Linked DNA regions of Mus musculus: region 2 is linked to region 1. Evidence: chromatin contacts called from public Hi-C data. All regions are on one chromosome and are shown on one strand. Each heading gives the region's core, a stretch centred on a gene start, on an enhancer-like site or on the middle of the called end of the contact. The rest is flanking DNA. Distances are from core to core; before and after follow the strand shown.

What was found. A called contact is a pair of places that touch in the nucleus more often than the background predicts.
Region 2: a Hi-C map of the N1E-115 cell line shows a contact between it and region 1, with 6 times the contacts expected there. The contact joins two enhancer-like sites. A contact is called at or near these places in 2 of 15 datasets of contacts at CTCF or cohesin (embryonic stem cells and stem cell-derived epiblast-like cells), 45 of 484 Hi-C or Micro-C datasets (the AML12 cell line, the C2C12 cell line, the HL-1 cell line and 22 more), 6 of 115 datasets of contacts at active chromatin or transcription factors (astrocytes, embryonic stem cells and epiblast stem cells) and 1 of 9 other capture datasets (embryonic stem cells).

Annotation. Positions count from the first base shown.
Region 1 is chr10:60,767,461-60,772,325 of GRCm38.p6, reverse strand. It overlaps Unc5b (unc-5 netrin receptor B), which reads left to right. Exons shown (of 17, transcript NM_029770.3): 13 at 1-148; 14 at 3,069-3,218; 15 at 3,838-4,002. Among named protein-coding and RNA genes, the nearest start is that of Slc29a3, 17 kb to the right of the region's middle. Within about 2 kb of position 2,380, at least 7 of the 459 cell types and tissues checked have an H3K27ac peak or open chromatin away from gene starts, as enhancers often do. A contact at or near this core is called in the N1E-115 cell line, where this site is marked.
Region 2 is chr10:60,981,984-60,987,146 of GRCm38.p6, reverse strand. No RefSeq gene overlaps it. Among named protein-coding and RNA genes, the nearest start is that of Mir466j, 24 kb to the right of the region's middle. Within about 2 kb of position 1,851, at least 16 of the 459 cell types and tissues checked have an H3K27ac peak or open chromatin away from gene starts, as enhancers often do. A contact at or near this core is called in the N1E-115 cell line, where this site is marked.

The DNA of each region.
Region 1 (4,865 bases), core at 1,131-3,630:
GCTGGGTACCTACGTATTCATGGGCGAGTCCTACTCTCGCTCTGCAGTCAAGCGGCTCCAGCTGGCCATCTTCGCCCCAGCCCTCTGCACCTCCCTGGAGTATAGCCTCAGGGTCTACTGTCTGGAGGACACACCTGTAGCACTGAAGGTAGGGGCTTGTCAGGGCACGGCAGGGGCATCAGCACAGCCAATCAATTGGTTGTTAGAACCCTCCCCAGATGCGTGGTCCCTACAGGCTTCTTTCTGGCACCAGCCTCAGAACAGCAATGGACCCTCAGGCAGGCATGGAGGCCGCAGCTCCTAGGACTGGGCAGGAGGTGGGAGACAAGCAGGGGAATCTCTTTGAGAAGTCTGAGAGAGCGGACTTCAGGCCTAAGCCCTGGGTGACAAGTTGTCACTCTGGGTAGAAAAGAGGAAGGGCATTTCAGACCAACAGAGCGACCTTCTGCCGAGACAGGTGTGCGGCTCAGCGTCGTGAGCAGAGTAGGATGTGTGTACGAGTAGTCCTGTAAGAGTGGGGGGGGGGGCTGGAGAGATAGTAGCTTGTTAGCAAGCTCAGGTCATGCCTAGCAATCAGGATGCCGACCAGTGGTGAGGGGCCCAGCTATGGCAGACACCTGTTCACAGGTACTTTGTAGAATTCCCTATAGCTATGGGGTGTGTGTGTGTGTGTGTGTGTGTGTGTGTGTGTATAACAGGAACATTGGTGAACAAGAGGCAGAGGCAAGTTGGGAAGCTGGGGGTATGCCCCACATAGCAGGCAGTAGCAATGGCCAGGAGATGAGACTGGGCCTTGTGGGTGGTCAGTGAGATGGACAGACCAGGAACTGATGGGATGAGCTAGGAAAACCTGAGCTTCTAGCAGACACAGAAGAAAAGGCAGTGGAGACCGGAAGTGAGGGAAAGGATGGGCAGAGAGGAAGGGGGCTAACACTGGCTGATGTGGAGCCCAAGTGGGCGTCCCACCTGTCTGTCATACATGCCTCAAAGCCCGTGCCCCTTCCTTCCCCAACTCTGTCCCATTCCCAGGTCCCCGGTCTCATCCTAGCGTGAAAGGGAGGATATAGACTTGGCTCTCTTCTCCATCTTTCTTCCAGCCCTCTCAGAAGCCTCATGGCTCTCTCTGGCAAACCAGTGCCTCTTTCCAGCTCTGAGTTGTGGTCTCTCCCAGTCACTCTGTCTCTTGAGTCTCATGTGACTTTCTCAGGCTGCGTGCTGGGGACTGATGCAACCCAGATGAAAAGGCCCTGTGGGAGAAGGGCGTCCTCTGTGGGGCTGTATTACCCTGACATTCCAGGAGGCCTCCAAAAGGGGGGTGGTCACGGCTGGGAATTTTTTCCAGAAGGATCTTGTGGCACTGGTATTGGCTGCTGTCCATCTGAGCCAGAGGGTGGTGTGAAGATCAACAGGGAAGTCACCACATTCTGGCTCAGTTGCGTTCTTTTAATTGTTCAAGCCCTGTCTATTCACCCGTCCATCTGCCCTCTACCTTTTCACTCATTGTGGTAATAAGTAATACACTTGCACAGTAAACAGCCAGTTGTTCACTCAGCCATTCTCTTCGCTCGTATGTCTTTCCTTCAAATGACCTTCTATTCATATACCTGTCATTTGTGTATCTATCTGTTTATGCTTACCCACACATCCATCCAATGATCTAGCCATCCATCATCCATCCATCATGTTACAGTAGTTGGCTAATCCTCTCTAATCTCCCGGGCAGATAGTGAGGAACTCACCCCAATGATCTGGATTCTTGAATGGAAGGCACGTGCGCGCACACACACACACACACACACAGCCTTATATCTAATATGCCTTAAACAGCTCAATGGCTGGGCACTTCCAGACCTCCCAGCGGCTAACCCACTTACCCCTCTGATATTCCTGAATTACTACTTTCTAAAACCTGTGTCCCATCTTGGCCTTCCCAGGTGCAGACCTATCGCCCACCTGGGTTTTGATCCCCGACTCTCACATGCTGGCTGTCTCTCTGTCTTATTTCTCACGCCTGATCCTTCTGCTTCCCCAGCATGGGGTTCTGCCTTTTTCTCTCTCTCCTGTGCCTCTTGGCCAGGAATCCTAAAGTCCTGCTTCTGTCTCACTGCCCAGCCATTATATCAATCAAAGCCAACTGGGACCAGGGACCCTCAGCATCCTACCTGTAGGTGTGTGAATTCCCATTTAATTTTGGGAACCCAGTTAACATAATACAAGCAATAAACCATATTCACAATACTATCATTCATCCATCGATCCATCTACCCATTCATCCATTATCCACCCATCTATCCATTCATCCATCCATCCACCTACCCACCCACCCATCCATCCATCCATCCATCCTCCATCCAACATCCATCTATCCATCCATCCATCCATCCATCCATCCATCCATCATCTTTGTGTTCTCCATCCTTCCAGCAGACCCCTGTCAGTATCCTTCTATACATCTAACCCATCTATCTAATTCTCCTTCCAAGTTCTTGTTACCCACACATATGTTCTCTGTGTATCTACCTATCCCCCTGTCCGCCCATGTGTCATCCATCCAGTTTATTGTCTATCTACTTAGCCATCCCATCAATTCATTTATCCAGCCACCAGAAATCCATTCATGAATCCCATCCATCCATCTATCCATCCACTTCCCTATTAATCTGTCTTTTAGCTTTCCATGTTATTGGTCAGTCTGTCTGTCTGTCTAGCTATCCACCTAGCCACAGCTTTCCCATTCATCCATTGGTGTATCTGTCCAGCCATTCATCGGAAACACCTTCTTAGCTGGATCAGACGGGTCTGGCCCCAGACCAGCAACTTGAAATATAAAAGAGGGGCTGGAGAGATGGCTCAGCGGTTAAGAGCACTGACTGCTCTTCCAGAGGCCCTGAGTTCAATCCCCAGCAACCACATGGTGGCTCACAACCATCTGTAATGGGATCTGATGTCATGTCTGAAGACAGCAACAATGTACTCACACATAAAATAAATAAAAAATCTTAAAAAAAAAAAATATAAAAGAGCCATATGCCAAGGGTAACAAGTCCTTCCGTCTGCCCCACCTACAGGAGGTCCTGGAGCTGGAGAGGACTCTGGGTGGCTACTTGGTGGAGGAGCCCAAGCCTTTGCTCTTTAAGGACAGTTACCACAACCTACGCCTCTCCCTCCATGACATCCCCCATGCCCACTGGAGGAGCAAACTACTGGCCAAGTACCAGGTGAGCCCTGGGTCTGGGGAGGGGCAGCGGGGGAGGGGGGGACCACTGCTCCATCCTTTGTAGTGAAGCCCTGCTTTCCAAGTCTCCTAACCCTGCCCTGTGTTCCCACTTTACCATTCTCCGTGTTCCCAGCAATCTTCAGGCCCAAGCTTAAATTCTAATCCATGAACAGCCACACCTTCATCCCCTTTTGCACCTCCCCCAACACAGCCACACACAGCCATCCCTGCCACACCCCACTTCCAGCCCTTTATACTGCAAGTTGCTGGTCTGGGGCCACACCCATCGGAACAACTGCAAGCGTGCAGACTGATTCTGCTCATCGCTGGCTCTAAAGTCCCTCTGCTTCGTCTTGCAGTGTGTGACACCATTCAGGCCCCACATACTCCAGCTTCTATATTTATGCACATTCAGACTTCTGTCTTCCCCCTCGCACACAGACCCGCTTCTCCACTCTCTCCCAGAAGGGAGACATCAGTGCCATTTAGCCCCAGCTTTCCCTACTGTTTCACAGAGAGACTCCTGCTGCCCCCTGGAGCCCAGCCCTCTGTAAGGCTGGGCCCCACTCACTTCTCCCAGTGCCCCACCCCCCCTGCAACCCTGCCCACCTTTCCTGCAGGAGATTCCCTTCTACCACGTCTGGAATGGCAGCCAGAGAGCCCTGCACTGCACTTTCACCCTGGAGAGGCATAGCCTGGCCTCCACGGAGTTCACCTGTAAGGTCTGCGTGCGGCAGGTCGAAGGGGAAGGCCAGATTTTCCAGCTGCACACAACGTTGGCCGAGGTGAGGCTCAATGATACCCCAGGGAGAGGAACTAGGGGGAGGGCTGGGACTCAGGCACATAAGCACCCCACTCCCCAGCATCTCCAATACAGACCCCTCTCCTTCACCTCCTGAGTCATAGCATGGACCTGGCCACCTAGAGTGGGCAAAAAGTCGCCTACTGAGTACTGTTCACATGACATATATTACCATACGAGGTATCATGCCTATGGGGATAGGGTTATAATGGTCCCCATGTGAAAGATGAGAGTCTCAAGGGCTGGGGCTGTAGCTCACTTGGCAGAGTAGCGTGTACGGTGCCTTTGTCTCCACCACCAATAAAATCAGGTGTGGTGCTATACACCTGTAACCCCTGCACTTGGGATATAGAGGCAGGAGGATCATATCAGAAATCTAAGATTGTCCTCAGCTACATTGTAAATTTGAGACAGCCTGGGCTACGTGAGACCTTATCTTTAAAAATAAAGCCTTAGTGAGAGAGTATCCGTATATTATATATGGCCACCAGGCAAGGCTGGCTTTGAACCTGGTCAAGGTAAGGGCTGACCTGTGGCTCCCAACCACTAAATCCAAACTAAGCTGACCGGTGTAGTAGAAAGCACTCCTCACAGGTCTCAAGCCTACTCTGCCCTAGGCAGGTCACCTGTCTAGAGAGCTCTCGACTGTTCCCCACTTACATCAAAGCTGGTCTGTGTGGGCTGGGCCCTGGCTATGACTCCTGCGGCTTCCTTATCCCAAGGCTAAGTCAGCATATGTCCAAGGCCCATCCCAAGCAAGATCACACCTGACTGACGCGGGACAGAGCAACCCTTGACCTCTGGACTGGGGCTAGGGAGAAGCCAGAGGAGACGAAGATAAGCTAG
Region 2 (5,163 bases), core at 602-3,101, 220 kb before region 1:
AGTGTGACAACCAGGATGTGGTTTTTGTGCACAAAAGACAAAGATCTGTAAAGCTCGGGCCTGTGTGATTTGACTAAGTTCCCTGTGCGACTGCAGGCTGGCAATATTGATTTTCTTCTTGGCTTTAAGACTGTCCACGTGGTGGCCTCTGGCGGGATTACCTTGAAACAGAAGAAGGATGTTTTTGCTTGCTTGCTCTCATCCTTGCTGACAAGTTCATCTATCCCATTGCTGAGGCATTCCTTCACTGGTATTATAACCCACGTCTTCAGGATTCCAACGGATACATCCAGCCTTGCGGACTGAACAGCACCAGATCTTGGTCTTTGGGTTGGGTGACAGCTATTGTTGAACTAGCCATTCCTCAGCCTCTAAGCCAGTTGATAAATGCCCTTTTCGTATGTGTGTGTGACCAATAGACAGACAGCTATGTAGATAGATATTCATGTTATCAGTTCTGTTTCTCTATAGAACCTTAGCTAATGTACTTACTGAATATACTGTTCATACCTGAGCTCCCAGGCGGGTGACATCCCTGAGTTCCAGTTCTTTACACAGAGCCTCAAGAGCTTTAATAACTTGTTCAGGGCTACTCTGAACAAGGTTTGGTACCCAAGTCTGCCTACCTCCAAGACAGAGGCTTCTGGAAAGATCTGGCAGATTAGGTCCAGGCCGGGGCTGGGCTGAGTGTTGAGGCCAGAGTTTCCTAGATAGTTCTGAACCAGGACAGAGAAAAGGTACAGAGCTGAAGCCTCAGCCTGTTACTCACTGAAGAGCCCCTTTACCTAGGAGATTGTTCGCATTGCCTGGCCAACTCACAGCTGGGGGGGGGGGGTGGCTCCCTTGCCAGGCCTCATTGCATGTCCATCCGTGAATACCAGCAACCTAGTGGGATGGGCAGGCCATAGCTCTGGTTAGGGCTTGTCTCGTCTATTGTAGAATGAATATCCACAGCGTGTCTGTTGACACTTTTGACTCCCACCCCCAGCTTCAAGAGCAAAAGGCTGGAATAGGTTTGTGTAGACTTATTTTGTTGTCTGAACATCCCCATCCCATTCATGATACATGGGCACCATGTGAGTCACTGAGGATTCCAAAAGAACTAAATGAGAAATGACAGAATTCCTCCCGAGTCCATAGAATGTGGCCTGCCAGTATCTGTGAAGGGAGTGTCATCTAGATTTGGGTTAAGAGGCTCTTTGGAGTGGGGGCTATATATGCTGTGCTCCAAAGATGATTGTTATACAGGTAGAAGCGAGACAGAGAGCTGACACTCATGTACTCCGTAGCTGCGGGGCTTTGGGCTAGCCTCTGCTCTTTTCTGAACTACCATGCTAAGAACCAGATGCAGGATGTGGCTGAAGTCAGGTGCCAACCAACTCCCTGTGCATCTCCATTGTCTACTCTGGACCAGAGGACCAGCAGGACACGACAGGTTAAGTAAGGTGTGTGCATGAGACACATACACCTCTCTTCTTCACCGTCACTCCTGTTCTCTGAAAAAAGCCCACAAAGTCTGGTGACCCTGCCCATATTGGTTCCAGCCTTCCCCTGGTTCCCACAAATCCCTCTACACCTAGCCAACTACCTTGTCTGTTCAGATGCTTGCATACGTGACAGATACCACGTGTGTGACTTCAGAGTCCCTGTTCTGCATCCCAGCCCAGTCTCTTCAAGCTTTACATCCGGGCAGCTGCAGGACCTCATTTCTTCCTGCAGGAGACGCTCAATGGTCACCAGGCAGAGCAAACTCCCCTATTGTTCTCTTGAAAATTGAGTCATCCCAAGGGCCCAGAAACCTTTCTGGAGCTGTCTGCTCCAAGGCCTTTGCCAGACGGCAGCTGGAAGCCGGTTAATATTCATTGAATCTCTCTGGGCGGCTGGGAACGCCTTTTAATTGCCTCGTCTCTGTCTAGCCCTTTATGGAGAAGGAGAATAAGAGGAAAGAACAATCAGTTATCTCGTTACAGATCAGGGCCCAGGAGGGGGCTCTGCTCCTCCATCCCATGGAGAGCAGGACCTCATGGGCTGGGGGAGGGACTGGCCTAAGATGTGAACTCCCTTCACCTTCCTGCCATGGCCCTTTCCAAACATACTGGAGAAGTTTTTCAGAGACATTCGAACTCAAATGGTCAGGATCTTGAGACTGACTGAGTTGGGGATACCTGGGGGACAAAAGAGAGATCAGAAGACACTGACTGTAGCTTCCAAGTCTCTTGCCTCTCATTGCTCCAGGGAGAACAAAGAACTAAGAGCTGGAGTTGAGAGATCATCTTATTGTCCATCCACCCATCTATCCACCCATCCATCAATCTATCCATCCATGCATCCATTCATCCACCCATGCATGCATCCATCCATGCATCCATCAATTCATCCTTGCTTCCATCCATGCATCCATGCATCTATCCATCCATGCATCCATTCATCCACCCATGCATGCATCCATCCATTCATCCTTGCTTCCATCCATGCATCCATGCATCTATCCATCCATGCATCCGTGAACCATTCATCCATCCATGCATCCATCTAATTTCCTACCTATCTGACCATCCATCCAATCACCTATTCTCCATTTCTACCTATTAGACACTCACTCCCTGTATTAGTTAGTTCTACCTGATAGGAACAAGGAAAGAAAAATTTATCTTGGTTAACAGTTTTGGAAATTTTGTTCCATGACGGGGGGGAAACTGTATGGTAGAGCCAAGCAGTCCACCTCCCATGGCTCGGAAGCAGAAGGAAAAGATGACTATACTCAGCTTTTATTCAGGTCAGGATGCCAGGCTTTGAGACGGTACAAGCCACGTTCATGGTACGTCTCCTCCCTCAGTTAATTCTCTCTGGAAACCCCCTCACGGACACACTCAGAGGTGTTCCTCACCAGCCTCCCAGGAGCTTCCAAATCCAGTGGATGAGGAACCTTCATATGCCCCAACCATTCATCCACCTTCTATCTGTCTGCCAGGCTAGGAGGGGAACGGCATGTACCCCAAGCCTATCATAGTTCTCAAGGCAAGTTTCTTTCTGTTATATCACTGAGTCTTTACAACTATTGATTCCTACTCTACAAGGGAGAAACTGAAGCACACAGAGAAGCAAGGGACTTGCTCAAAGACAGCGAGGTTAGGGGGGCTGGGAGATAGCTCAGTAGTTAAGAACACGTACTGTTCTTACAGAGGATCTGGGTTCAGGAAGCTCACAACTGCCTGCATCTCCAGCTACATCCGATGACCTCTCCTGGCCTCTGCAGCACCTGCGCTCATGTGCATACCCCCACCACATGCATACACATAATAAAAAGAAAAGGGCCCAGTGATCCCTGGGTGCAGTTGGGCACAAAGGTCCAGACTATGGGGCACAGGAGAGCTGGAATCTAATCCTGTGTGACAAGGGTCTGTGTCTTCTAGGAAAGAGGGCCTTTTAATTTACACAATAATCCCAGCCCAGAGGACACATTTTCCAATGCCCGAAATGCTGTGGGGTTTTGGTGACCCTGAGCTGACTTTCAGCTGCAGGGCATCTAGGCGAGCCACGGGCAGCAGCCTGGCCCTTGACCGTGGTCACGGGGAGCATCATGGGTATATGCTTTTCTCAGAAGTATAACAAAATATCTGGCAGAAGCAATTTGGGGGCAGGGGGTTCCAGCTCATGGTTTCAGAGGACAGAGTCTATCATGGAGGGAAAACATGGCTCTGGCAGAAGTAGGGCAGACTGTGACACAGCAGCAGAGTGTGAGACACCTGGGAACCCATATCTTCTTGGTCAGCATGTGGTACTGCCAGCTTTTCTCATGGGGCCATTCTGGTGCAATCTTACTGTGGTTTAATTTATGACACTGTTTGGGGGACTCACACACCCCTCTTTGTGTGTTCCTATGTATGCATGCTTTTGTGTCTGTGTGTGTGTCTGTCTGTCTGTGTCTCTCTGTCTCTGTGTCTCTCTGTTGGTGGGATTCGCCGCTGGAGGACCTAGATTTAATAAGGCTTACAAGTTAGGATTTTAGTTGTTGCGCCCAGAGATTGAGTTACCATTGTTCACAAACTAAGTTTGTGTTGCGTTTTCCTTCACGGAGAGGCTCCTCTGGAACCCAGAGAGAAAGGTACAGTGGCAAAGCGTGGGTTTGCCTGATGTGTGCCACAAAGGCCATGGGGGATTTGAAGCATGGGGCTGGCATGGCAGCCACCTGCCAGTGAGAACTTAGCGAGCTGGGTGGAGAGGTTTTGGAGCTTTGAGTCAGTCTCCACAAGATAAGAACTAGCTTGTGAGACCACCGGGGCAGAGAATACCAGGGACAAAGTGTGGAAACTGCCATTCTTTTCAAATATTTCCTGCAACATTTCTGTCTCTGCCTGCCTGCCTGCCTGCCTGCCTGCCTGCCTGCCTGCCTGCCTGTCTACCTGCCTGTCTGTCTGCCTGCCTGCCTGCCTGCCTGTCTGCCTGCCTGCTTGCCTGCCTGTCTGTCTGTCTGTCTGTCTGTGCATGCATGTGCAGGGCAAAGGTCAACCTCAGATGTCTCTCCTATGGTGTCCACTTTGGTTTTTGAGACAGAGACTCTCATTGGCCCCGGGGCTTACCAGCTAGGCTAAGCTGACTGGTCATCAAGGCCCAGGGAACTGCCTCTCCAATTCTGGCATTACAAGTGTGGAATACCACACTTTTAAACATGGGTTCTGGGAACGGAACTCAGGTCCTCATGCAGGCTGATCAAGAGCTTCTCTCTGCTTTCTCATCCGGGCAGTGAGCACCACCGAGACCCTGCATAGTCCGTGGAACAGTTCCCAGTTAAGGGATCAATGACCAGAGAGGAGAAACCCCCTTAGGGACCATCAGCACTGGAGCCAGCAGGGGCTGTGGAGAGCTAGCTGGCCTCACTCCCTCTCTCTGTGCTTTGAGTTGTCGGTGTGCGCAGTGTGAGACTCTGGCTCAGCCTGGCCAAGCAGCAGTGGTTCCGAAGGGACTGACTACAGTTGGAGCCAGTCATTCCCCAGTGAGCCAGAACAGGTGTTGACAATTTCCATGGTCAGTCCTGGGAAGGGCACACACCACTCCCTGCCTCTCCAGCCACTCTTCTGGGCTTTCAGGTCCCTGGGGCTCCGATGCTGTGTCTGTCACTCCATTATCCTGAGCAGCCTCCCTGGATCCCATTACGCCTCTGCT